2 separate regions of the Bombyx mori genome follow, and region 2 is linked to region 1. The links are chromatin contacts, called in public Hi-C maps. All regions are on one chromosome and are shown on one strand. Each heading gives the region's core, a stretch centred on a gene start, on an enhancer-like site or on the middle of the called end of the contact. The rest is flanking DNA. Distances are from core to core; before and after follow the strand shown.

Region 1 (3,067 bases), core at 249-2,748:
ACAGGAACGTGCCGAACATGCACGAGTGCACGTGCGTCGCCAGCTTTATCTGTCCGGGGAACGCACCACTCAATGTACTGTCAGCTCAAGGGTCAAGTATGTTTCCTTAGTAGTAATAGTAGGTAGTTTCCTTAACGATAGGCAGTTACTTGGCTCTGCACCTTGCATTGCTGAGGTCCACGGGCGACGGTAACCACTCACCATTAGGTGGACCGTACGCTAGTCTGCCTACAAGGGCACTACAAAAAAAAATTACAAAGAAAAAATGAACCAAAAAAGGTCATTATGAAAATCGTTTCAAAGTGAACGTGGTCACTAATAATGATGTCCCCATGATTAGTGACCAGCACTGCTCTTGCTAAGGGTAATTTTAGCAAATTCTCTTAGGTTAGGCCCACAAGCTCCCCTACCCGTCAGGGTGTAGCTGGTATAACCTCATAGTATACCAGGGGATAAGTAAGACAAACGGTTTAAAACTGAACAAAATAGCCTGCTGAGTGATGTTGAATCGTAACTGTGGAGTCGTTATGAAAGGGCACGCTCACCAGGAAGGCTTCGTTGAACTGGAAGCTGCAGGGGAACTGCCGCTGCAGCTGGTGCACGAGGTCGAGCCACTGCAGGAACACCGGCGAGCGCTCGTTGGGGTCCTCGGGTCCGAACTGGTGGCCGCAGCGCTCAGAGAACTTGTGCCCGAAGTCCAGCCACTCGCGCTCCACCAGAACCTGGCCCACCATGTCAGTGTCGCTAAGTTAAACTCAACCGCCATGATCATAAGAGGGGTCGAACATCACACTTAAGGGGAGGGGGGTCGAAAATTGCAAAATATGCTTAATGTAATTAATAGACGCCCTCAAACTAATAATAAAGAATATTTTAGCTCTATTTAATTTTGGTTTCACTAATTAAAATAAACTTGATTAACTAAAGATAACTTTACTCTTCTACTCACTTATGTAAAGCTCTTTAAGAACGGTTAGCTAGTAAATAACTCAATTGTTGAGTTAAGCTCAAGCAATTTTATAAGTTTTCGCAATTATTGTATTTTATTAACTGTATGTACAATAAAGAATAAAGAAAGAAAGAAAGAACTTTTTAAATAATTTATCAATAGGCCAATTTTAAGCAATTAACTTAAAAAAATGTAAAAACTAGTAAACACTTAATTGAAACCTCAGGGAGATACAGACATTTTGACTTCTTTAGTTTGGTACAGTACTATAAAAAGCGAGATATTATTAAAGATAATTATCATTATTTTGTTCTCGCAACCCTGCCATCAGAAGCAATCTAAGTTAAAGTCAATCCTGCAAACTGGGACCTACACGTTATCGATGGTGACCTCGTGAGCCTAATCACTCTAGTCACGCACAGCCTGTAATGACGTAGAGTTGAGTGTTACCCGGAAGCCGTCGATGGTGCGGTAGAAGGGGTCCAGCATGATCTGCGCGGTGGCGACGATCTGCGGCGTGCGGTCCCAGCCGTCCGAGCAGTGCACCAGCACGGGCCGGCCCGCCGCCACCGCGCGGCACACGCCCGCCGCCGCGCGCCCCAGCCCCGCCAGGTACTGCAGCCACAGCGTGCGCTCCACGCCGCTGTGCCAGCTGCAGACATAAGCAGGTTTTTACCGGGGGTAGGACCTCTTGTGAGTCTGCACGGGTAGGTACCACCACCCTGCCTATTTCTGCCGTGAAGCAGTAACGCGTTTCGGTTTGAAGGGTGGGGCAGCCGTTGTAACTATACTTGAGACCTTAGAACTTATATCTCAAGGTAGGTGACGCATTTACAAAAATTTGTAAATGTCTATGGGCTCTAGTAACCACGTGGGCTGAGCTCAACGGCTCAAACGGAGAGAATTGCTAACACTAGCCCTAGCAAGAGCTGTGCTTCGCAGAATCTACCACAGGATCGGAATTGCAACCCACTCAGAAGAGCCGTCGAGAAACTCAGTGGGTTGTGTCTATGGGCTAATACACATGTCGAACTCTTCGTCGACAACGGTGACCGATGCTTGAAGAGCTTAAAAGCCCCGAGAGTAGATCCGGGGGATCCGACAAGACATGTTTCGGGTCACGGCAGCTTTACTTCGCCAGGTCCCCTGGGTCGGATATGTAGTTAGCGGTGGTCACGATAAGAGGGTTAAATTCCTTTATTTTGTGACGGGTACCATCATACAACGCAAGATAATTGACAGATGCCTGAATCTCGCTTACGACATTTTCAAGATAAAGCGCATATATTATTATACAAGTTCCGAACAAAAACATTCGGACCGTCGGTCTACCGAGCAATATCACCCGCTCGGTGGAAGATTCCTTTCGTCGTATTTTCCTTCCGTCGTTAAGCATCCCCAAAATTTATTTTTGCATAAGCCACAATGTAATGAAATCAGTTGAGGTCAACGCTTCCGCGACCTCGCGAGACGCGAGTAACGTTGTTGTCGCTTTAGATTGGTGGTTCGTGAAATTTGACCTTACTCTTATGAACTCAACAAATTAACTCTATGATTTTATTATTATTGCAAAAGTTTGATAATAGTTCCTCTGCACTTTGTGTACAATGTACAAACAACAACGTCACGTCACCCAGTGTCAATCCTTAGCCGCTAGATGTCATGAATACACAAAATTTAAAACCCAATTTTATTACGAATTAAATTTTGTATTCGTTTCCTGAAAAACTGTTCTCAAGTGAACCTTGTTTTCTCTCCCACCGGTACACCCACGTGATATCCGCGTTTGAATGTAAAGTACTGTCCTGAAACGAAGACGGGTTTTAACATTTCGCTACGTACTTGGCCGGGTCCGCGGGCTCGGCGGCCAGCGCCCGAAGCTGTTGGAAGCTCCTCCGCACGTGGTGTATGTTGGGCAGGCACATGAACTGTATGTCCGCCAGCGGGTAGTACTGGGCGCACTCGCAGCCGCCGCCGCGCGCTCTGCGGAGTTCACACGTCTAACATGAGGCACTCGCGAAGTTTCGATGCGGTGCCGGTATAATTTAAGGGTTCTGTTCTCTAAAAGTACTGAACTGAACTGAGTTCATTATTTTCCATGAAAGCCCTAAAATGGTG
Region 2 (3,067 bases), core at 290-2,789, 110 kb after region 1:
TGGCTTAATGTGTTTCTTAAAAATGTTTTTCGTGGTTTGAAATAGTTAGAATGAACTAGTCCTTGTCTATATAATTTCGTACATTTCATCCAGCAAAATATCGTATATGGGGCCGGTGATTCTGATTTTTTTTATTAAATCTACCTATATACAGAGACCACAAACACGCTCGACACGTAAATATAGGTAGGCAACAATAAAGGTATATAGTGATAGCTTTATCTCTTCACCTTCATCTCTTCTCCTTCTTTCGTCGATAATCCCTAATTCTGAGGGTCATGGCCTCAAATAATAGCTCTTTGCTGGATTATCCTTCACCTCCGTATGATAAATTATGGTGTATATTAGGTAATTTACTTTCAAGATCTAAATAGTTGTTTGATCTGTTTACTAGTGTGATTTACTTTATACGACCTAGTAATAACTAACTTTGTATATACTTATCTTTTTCTAAAATACGTCTCACAATTTCGCTCAGCTTTTTTTTATTCAATCTATCACCATCAATAATAGCTGCTAGACTATTACAATTATATCTCTTTTTTGACTACTTTATAATGCAGGTGTATTCTTCTTAGTCGAATACTTCATTGCTGATGAAGGTCGTGTCCTTGAAAGCCCTTCGTGGCTCTTTGTACCCTCAGCTTCCATTTGCTTCGGTTTTCGGCTTCTCTCAGGGCGTTTGCAACAGAGAGTTCAGTAAGCGCAGTTATCTGATCCGACCAACGCGACGGTTTGGTGGCCGGCCGGCGGGTTTTTTCTCTTCTACCTTGCTAACCACAATCAATCTTTCAAGGTTGTCTGGTGGCCGCCGAGCAATATGACCAAAGTAACCAAAAACCTTCTGGTAGCAAATCGTCGACAGTCTCGTTTCTATACGAAGTTGTTCGAGGACAGATTTGTTTGTTCTCTTGGCGGTCCACGGTATGCGGAGCATTCTTCGCCAACACCACATCTCGAACGCTTCTACTTTTTTCCGCTCTGTTGTTCGAATCGTCCACGACTCTGCACCATAGAGGAAAATCGAGAAAACCAACGTCCGGACTAGTCTCATCTTGGTAGCATTGGAGACTTTTCTGTCCTGCTAAATACATATAAGCCATTTGAGTCCTTCTCTTGATCTCCCGTTCGCTTCCTCCCTGGGAGATCAGGTGTAAAGTGTGTTAATAGTGTATGTGTGCAATAAAGCGTGCTCTCTCTCACTCTCTCTCTCTAGGTTCACAATATTGTACCAGCAATAATACTAAATGATTTTTAGATTGGTTCCGATTTAAGATGGCTCTGCTTCTGCTTTTACTTCTTACTTGTAAGCATAGTAGGTAAGCATTGCATTAACTTCTCTATTTACTAATCCTTACTCACGATAATATTATTTTTGTATTCACAGACCGATTTGCTATTGCTATTACATGCGTGCGTGCGTGTGTCCACTGATTGCAAAAAATGTTTACCTAGTACAACGAATAAATAATTTATTCGTAGACCTAGTACCTATTTTTAAATTATGGTTTTATAATTCTATCAAATTTTAATATTCTATGGTACCTTTGTCATTCATAGACAATAAAAATCTACTACATATGTCTGACAATGTCTGACCTACCAACTAAAAGTTGTTTTTGATTTTTTTTTATTGTTATAACTCGTTACTGTAGTAAATTTGGACTGGTTCCAATTTCCCAACAAAAATCTTAATATTCATGAAATTAGGCCACTATTTCAATTAAAAATCTGTAGATTCACTATTGTAAGATTTCTACTTCTTTTAGCGTCAGTTGTTCATAACAATAACCTTTCGTCATTGTGAAATTATTAATTACGTCTAATTAGATCGGAAAATCTGTTGAAGTTTTAAGATTTGTGAATAATAGTAGCAGTGAGCGGCATGGCTAAGGAAGAAGATGATGATTTACCAGACAAAGATGCAGCCAAGGAATTTTACGCAAAATATGAACCCAAAGAAATCATAGGCAGGTGTGTATTTTTTTGTAATGATCACTTGATTATAATTTTAACGTCAATTTCGCCATAAAGAACATAGGGTTTTGTGAAACCAATCATAGTCTCTGAAGAATTCTGTGACCTTGGCTTATTCGGAACTTCCGCCAATTGAACAAAATTAGTAACAGGTCATATCAGATACGGTATCGTGCTACAGATGTTCAGATTAAGATCGTTAAACGGAAAAACTACATTTTATTGTTAAATCTAACACATAATCCATTAAAAAAATCTAATATTCTAGAGGCATAAGTTCTACTGTGCGAAGATGCATAGAGAAGGAAACGGGACGAGAATATGCAGCCAAGATCATAGACCTAAGTCAGGAATCACAAGATGGAGTGGACACACACACAATGAGAGATGCCACTCGTCAAGAAATACATATATTGAGGATGGTCTCTGGACACCCATACATTAGTGAGTGAGTTCTTAATGATTTGTCAAATGTATCAGAAACATCAAATTTTAATTTAACTCCAAAACCTTGTTAGCACACACTAGGTGTTCATTTGGGAATAACGACAAAGAGAAGATCTTCCACAGAGTGGGTGATATTGCTAGGTAGACCGACGGTCTGAATGTTTTTGTTCGGTACCTGTATATATGCAAGTTTTATCTTGAAAATGTAGTAAGCGACATTCAGGCATCTGTCAAATATCTTGTGTTCTATGATAGCTACCTGCCACATGAGTAAGAAATAGTCTGATTTATTTTGTTAGCTATAATGTGATGTCAGTAATAAAATATTCTAAAACATTTATACCATTTCAGTTGAACTTCAAGATGTGTTTGAATCAGAGACATTCATATTCTTAGTATTTGAGCTGTGCAAGAATGGTGAATTATTTGACTATTTGACATCTGTAGTTACACTCTCTGAAAAGAAAACTAGGTATATAATGAGGTGAGTATTTCAATTACCTTTAGTTTTCCATTTCCTGTAAACTTCATAAGATCACATGGCGTTACCTATTAAGATTTGACACTCGGCTGAAGCTTATTAATAGGACTTTGACAGGTAGATCTTGGTTCGTCAATTGCTGTTGACACCTATTGAAGATGA

The links. A called contact is a pair of places that touch in the nucleus more often than the background predicts.
Region 2: a contact with region 1 is called in a Hi-C map of middle silk gland, with 1.6 times the contacts expected there. The contact joins the promoter of LOC101743489 here to the enhancer-like site in region 1. A contact is called at or near these places in 4 of 7 Hi-C or Micro-C datasets (middle silk gland, midgut and whole pupa).

The regions. Positions count from the first base shown.
Region 1 is chr16:12,141,688-12,144,754 of ASM3026992v2, forward strand. It overlaps LOC101740354 (myotubularin-related protein 3), which reads right to left. Exons shown (of 21, transcript XM_062673111.1): 8 at 2,792-2,932; 9 at 1,400-1,601; 10 at 546-722; 11 at 1-49. Among protein-coding and RNA genes, the nearest start is that of LOC101743625, 21 kb to the left of the region's middle. Within about 2 kb of position 1,499, at least 4 of the 8 cell types and tissues checked have open chromatin away from gene starts, as enhancers often do.
Region 2 is chr16:12,248,635-12,251,701 of ASM3026992v2, forward strand. LOC101743489 (phosphorylase b kinase gamma catalytic chain, skeletal muscle/heart isoform) reads left to right here and starts at 1,540. Exons shown (of 11, transcript XM_012696885.4): 1 at 1,540-1,974; 2 at 2,246-2,421; 3 at 2,776-2,908. The coding sequence starts at 1,886.